Regions from separate parts of the Sus scrofa genome. Here region 1 is linked to region 2. The links are chromatin contacts, called in public Hi-C maps. All regions are on one chromosome and are shown on one strand. Each heading gives the region's core, a stretch centred on a gene start, on an enhancer-like site or on the middle of the called end of the contact. The rest is flanking DNA. Distances are from core to core; before and after follow the strand shown. Region 1 overlaps TRIO (triple functional domain protein). Region 2 has its middle 100 kb from the start of TRIO.

Region 1 (3,062 bases), core at 382-2,881, 130 kb before region 2:
AGGACCTCTGTTCAGTCCTGAGCTTTTCTTCCCCTTGGAGGGCTTGTCCCTATACCTGTGTACAGAGGTATAGTTATTATACCACTCCTTAAGTTTTGTTAGTATTTTATGCTGTGTTTCACACTGCACCCTTAAAGCTCTGTCCACATGTCTTTATTTCAAGAATCTGAGCATAAGGCATGGCCAGCATTGTCAGTGAAGTTTTAAGTGTTAATAAAATAGTATTACACCAAAAAGGGGAGGAGGGGACGGAGTTGACCTATTTGGAGATTCCTCTGCTGGACAAGTCAACTACTTACTAGGTGTGATCTTCTTTGCTGCATCTGAAACTCAGTGGAGGGGGAGATACACACTTGAACCTGAGGGAAGAGAGTGCTTTCCGAAGCTGTCCCCTCTGCATGCTTCAGCTGCCTGGCACAGGCGGACTGCCTCAGTCAGAGTCCCTCTGAGATGTGAGCCTTCCCCAGAAGGCCACTCTGCCTCTAAGGCTATACTGGCGTCTCTGGCCCCTGATGTGTACGGGGACCACATGCGCCGTTAGAGCTCACTCAGGATCCCAGGAAATTCTGTTCACAGATTCATCCAACTGAGTTTCCTTCAAATCCATAAATTACCACCATTCATTTTATCCAAATAAAACCCACCAGGCTCTTCCAACTTTGCTGCTGTTTAAAATTTTTGATAATAAAACATTAGTGGAAAACACCCCATGGCACTCACATTTCTACATTATTTTCAGGCAGTTCAGAGCAGCAATTAATCTTCTGGGTTCATTTGTAATTCTGAATCCTGCCATTATGAGAGATTTTCCCTACGTGTTACTTTGTTTCAGACTGTCCATCACTCCCCTCAGCAGCTAGCGCTATTGCAAACTTTTTTTTTTTTTTATTCCTTTTTAGGGCTGCACCTGTGGAATAAGGAAGTTCCTAGGCTAGGGGATGAATTGGAGCTGCAGTTGCCAGGCAAGCCACACACACAGCAACACTGGACCCGAGCCGCAACTGCGACCTATGCTGCAGCCCTGCATGCAGCAAGGCCGGATCCTTAACCTACTGAGCAAGGCCAGGGATCAAGCCCACATCCTCATGGATACTAGTGAGGTTCTTAATCTGCTGAGCTGCAACGGAAACTCCTCTTTATTTTTTTCCCCTATTGCAAATGTATTCACATCATCTTAACTTACCTCTCTGGGGGCCCCCTGCCAAGTGACACACCTCCAAGCCCTGGGGGCTGCTGTACCCATACTATGCTACCACTCCAAACCGCACCTGAGCAGCCAGGGCCGCATGGCTCATCTCCCACCCATGGTAATATCCAGGGAGCAACATCACCTGGACAATGACAGGGACCAGAGGCAGCCACAGAGAAGTGTTGACAGTGCTCTGTGCTGAAGAGGGCTCCTGCTACTTTAAAACAAACTGGTTTTGTGGGGGGGCTCTTGTTTCTCCTTTATCATAAAACTAGTTAAATTCATTAGATTAGTAAGCAGAAAAATCTTACCACTAAAACTTAAATCCCCACTCACAGCTTTCACATGAGGCTATTAAGATTTTTTCCTCTTTCTATCCCACTCTGTTTCCTCTCTTGCTTCATACTTTAAAGGTTTCTGGAGCTGAGATCACTACTGATTAGCATCTCATGCAACATTCCAGCTGCCTTGCTAAGATCCTGCCCTCCCTCGCTGCCTCAGCGGAGACTGTTTCTAGATTAAAAGGATACTATTTCTGTTTTAGAAGCATCAGTGCAAATCCCTATGAATGTAAGTTTTTTTTCCCAAAAAAATTATCCCTGAGGAAGCTCTACCAGTGTTTTTCCTGTAACTTAAGGTAACCATGTGTCTCCTTCCCACATGCCTTCCTAGTGGCTAAACGTTCCTGAGCCTTCTTCCTCCACATCTTGACAAGGTGTTTTACTGCCTGGCCTCCACCACTAGCTTCTGAGACACAAGCAGTTCACTTTCCTTTGCTGCGTTCATTCGGGCAGGTTAACCTGTCTGGAGTGTGGGGAGTGTTACCTCTGAGATAAGGTATCATGACCAGACCATCAGCAGATGAAGCCAATGTGAGGTCCAAATGCGTACAGTAATCTAACAACTGTGAGAGACCTTGCAGACCACTGACCCAAAAACCATTTTTCCAGCCCAGCCCTTGCTGGCAGAGCCTGCTCACTGCTGGGGAGGCGGAAATCCTAGCCCTGCCCTTTCCCACTTTCCCTCCTGTGCACCCCACTCCTGGCAAAGGGGACCGGGGGGAAGCCTGCTGGGCTGGAGGGACCTTCTGCAAATCATGTTGCCCTGAGAAAGTGACAGGAGAAGAGGCTGAGGGCCTTGGCGCTAGGGCTGCAGCATCCACCTGTGACCCAACCACAGGGAAAGGCCAAGCCAGGCCAGGAGCCCCCCAGCCCCGACAGCTCCATGCGGCTGGAACCCCCTATACTTCGCAACTTTCTGTTCTGTGAGAAGAGCCAACCCCCAGAGTCTGGCACTCCGTTACTCACACCAAAGTATCCTGACTGGAATTCTCAGGTGATGACCATGAGGGAGAAGAGGAGTGGGAGTAGAGGGCATTTATGGCACCTACTGTACAGAAGGCACCGTGCCAGGCACCCAATATGATTACCTCCTTCACACCATCAAACAGCCCCTTGGGTAGATCCCTTCATGTCCACTTCGCGAATGAGGAAAGTAAGGAACAGAGAGGTGGGGTAAGTTCTGAGGTTGCACAGCGGGTGGGGACCTGCCCCAGGCTGGGAGGGGCTGGAGGAGGAGGGGTCGGGGTTGGGACCGGAGCAGGCACTGACCTTCTCAGCCTTCTGGTGGAAGACAGAGGACATGTCCAGCAAGGTGCTGCGCTCGTCCAGGGCCGCGGCGAACGCCTTCCACTCCTGCTCCAGCTGGTTGGCGATCTGCTTGATCTGCTGGGAGGCGTAGTGGCCCGACTCCACCAGGCGGTTGGCCACCGACATGATGCGGTTGATGTTCACGTACACGTTCTGCGAAAGGAAGGAGAGAGGGCTGGTCGGGCGAAGGCCCACAAGGGGCGTCTTTCCAAGAACGTGGTGGT
Region 2 (3,191 bases), core at 56-2,555:
TGAGCATTAATGAAATTCTGAAAGTTCTGCAAAGCCACACTCAAGGGAATTTGAAAATATCTGTGATGTCCACTGGTGACAAGTCTAGAACTACTGAATTACACTCATAATTGAAAGAAAGTATATATTGAAAGTATATTGAAAGTATATATTGAAAGTATATATTGAAAGAAGTATATAGTTGGAGAGCTATGAAAAATAAAGATGTAATTAATTTCTTTACCATCCAAGTTCATGGGTCTACACTCTAGACCAAAATCTCTTAACTCTAGACAAGATGTTACTTACTTGACTTCTGAGCTCTATCTTTGGAGGGAATGTCATAAGAAAGTCACTGAATAACAGGCTCTTAGCCAGGGAACCAGTCTCCACAACAGACTCTGGGGCAAGAGGTCAGGTGGCAGCCCCCTGTGTGCCCTGACCATGGCTGACCAGCCTCTCAGAGCTACCAGTCAATCCCTTCTTGCTGATGAAGTTGAGGTGAACTTGTACAGGGAGGCAGACAGACATAAAGAAGACTCCAGGAGAACTAGGAAGCTGAGATGAACTTAGAGCAGCTATTTCAGAGCTTCAGAGAGGCCAGCTCCCACTCCCTGCAGCTCCTCCTGTCTACCTCCCTCCCCCCCCCCCCCCCCCCCCCCCCCCCCCCCCCCCCCGGCTGGCTGAAGGGCCCACGCCCAGGATAAACGGATGAACTCGTTTTGTCGCTCCAGCAGCCAAAGGAGCATTCATTAAGTCAGGCCCTGAAAGTATATGCCAAACTGTGCATGCAACTCCTAGGGTGTAAACCACTAAAAACCACAGCCACTGACGACTAGACCAATATGAGCTAATTTTCCCATAAACCAGCAGCATTATAAAGTGGATCTTTCCCCAAAGTACATGAAGAATCTATACCTTAGTGATGCTGACATGTCAGCAGACTCCTTTTTTCCTTTCCCGCAGCAGCCTTACCTAAGCTTACTTGTAGCCCTTGGTGCTCAGTGCCGGGTTTTTTGGTACTGTACTGTATTTTCAGAGGACAAGCTAGATTTCTGCTGACCATTACAGGAGGGCAAGAATCACAGAGACACGCACTTCTCATATATATGTGGAAAACAAAACCAAAACAACACAAATCCTCTGTGCTTTGATGCCAGTATTTTTGCTTTTAATTAGCAATTTCTTGTTTGCTTCCTAATCTTATCATCAGGGAAGAATTTTCAAACTGAGAGACAGTTTGAATAGCAACAAACTAGTCCTTAACCCTAGTCACACTTCAGACACACTTGCAGTCTACTAAACCAGCATTCGGCAGCAACCTCTCTGTGGCTCGACCATTTCCATCTGCTCTCTGCAGGCTGATGAGAGAGAGAGAAGAACAGCTATTGGTTAACCCCGGCCTTTGTCCTCATTATCCCAAATAATGTAGATTGCCTAATTCTGACCTCAGGCTCTTCAGTTTATGGTCTACAATCAAATGCTACAAAGTTTAGCGGGCCAGCATTACCTTAAATGGTGCAATCTGAGAGTCTTTCAAATGCTGAAAAAATTGGACTGGCATTCCTGCAGTTTTAGCCAAAAGCATGATTACTTACAGTGACCAATGAGAGACTTAGCAACAGCCTTTTCATATAATGGCACTAATATTTCTGGCACGCTAGTATGAAATATTTTGGGTTTTTTTACAACGGTATGAATAATTTGCTGTGTGTACAGTTTTTGCTGAACATAATTCAGTTTTTCACTGTGGTTGTACAAGTTGAGGTACAAACCAGATGTCCGATTTACTTAAGAAAATTTTCTTGGATAAATGAGACTTGGCTGGATCTTCTGGATATTCTTTATATCTTTTACACTCTAGGACTGTAATGATTTCCAATTCTTCTCTCAAATATATTCATGATATGTGATTTTAAGATAAGTCTAGATGTTATTTCATAATTGCAATGTTTAAGTAGGGTCACGTTCTAATTAATTTCTCACTGTTATAAACTGCTAATATTCTATCTTCATTTCACCAAATGTGGAAATTATATATCAAGTTAAAAAAAGGTATTTAAAGTTTGATATTTTTAATACAAATAGTTGAAAAGTTTTTAAAATACATTTCTATGTATATAATATTCTCTCAAGAACTTTAAATCAACTCCAAGAAGTTTTACTTTTACTGATGGCCTAGGACACAGCAGCTATTCAATAAATGAATGATGCATGGATGAATAAGTGAGCATTAAAGATTGTCTTAAATAATCATAAAACTGAATGGCGAAGGGTTCACTGACTAGCAAGATTATCAAAAGTGTGTGTATCAAATTTTTAAATCAAAATTTAAAATCTAACCCTAGTAAATACAAATTACTATACTCTCTCCACTAAATGTATTTTTTATTAAAAAAGAAAAAGCTAAATATACACCTACATATCATAAAGCTGGATGACACAGAACTTTTATATGTCTAATATGAAACAATGTAAATGATTCTATAAGGCATCTCCTTAAGTCCCTACCATGTGTCCTACCTCACCTTCTCCTCCTTCTCCTCTCCCCACTCCCCAATTTCATCTGTTTTCCATTTAGTCACCGGGGAAGCCCTGCTTTCCTCAACTCCTTTCTCTTCCACCTATAAAAGCTGGCTACCATTTGTTTTTAATAATAACCCCTTTCTCAAATGCTTGTCTAATTACCGAATCACTCAACAGTGGGTGGCAACACAACTGCATGATCCAAGTACTGTCAACTCACTGATACCTTCAGGCTAACCGTAAAATACCATCAAGTACTTATCACTTTTAATTTCCCAAAAGTAAAATTTCAATCTGCCAATGGATGATCCTTTTTTTAAGAACTCACTATGAATCCAATATGAGAAATCATAATTACGTTTAGAAAACAATTTTATTGCCACCACTGCCCAGAACAAAGGCAAACAAGTTACACTACACTTCATCGTTATGCATTTTATGACAATAACTCAAGCACTCCGGTTGATAAAAACAAAGAATGTTACAGACTTGATAATCACTCCCAAGAGAAGCCAATGTATAAAGAATTTATGAAAAAGATCAAGTTATTTCCTGGGACTCATGGTAAAGTTAGAGTAGTAACCCAAATTTTCCATCTTTGAAACAAAATCTCTCTAGAAAGTCACTATAAATTAACATCCAGAATCAAAGGAGAGATATTCAGACATACCAATTAGTGATCATCA

The links. A called contact is a pair of places that touch in the nucleus more often than the background predicts.
Region 1: a Hi-C map of embryonic fibroblasts shows a contact between it and region 2, with 1.6 times the contacts expected there. The contact joins two enhancer-like sites.

Annotation. Positions count from the first base shown.
Region 1 is chr16:3,718,405-3,721,466 of Sscrofa11.1, reverse strand. It overlaps TRIO (triple functional domain protein), which reads right to left. Exons shown (of 56, transcript XM_021077142.1): 6 at 2,800-2,991. Among named protein-coding and RNA genes, the nearest start is that of TRIO, 29 kb to the right of the region's middle. Within about 2 kb of position 1,631, at least 12 of the 83 cell types and tissues checked have an H3K27ac peak or open chromatin away from gene starts, as enhancers often do. A contact at or near this core is called in embryonic fibroblasts, where this site is marked.
Region 2 is chr16:3,589,650-3,592,840 of Sscrofa11.1, reverse strand. No RefSeq gene overlaps it. Among named protein-coding and RNA genes, the nearest start is that of TRIO, 100 kb to the left of the region's middle. Within about 2 kb of position 1,305, at least 9 of the 83 cell types and tissues checked have an H3K27ac peak or open chromatin away from gene starts, as enhancers often do. A contact at or near this core is called in embryonic fibroblasts, where this site is marked.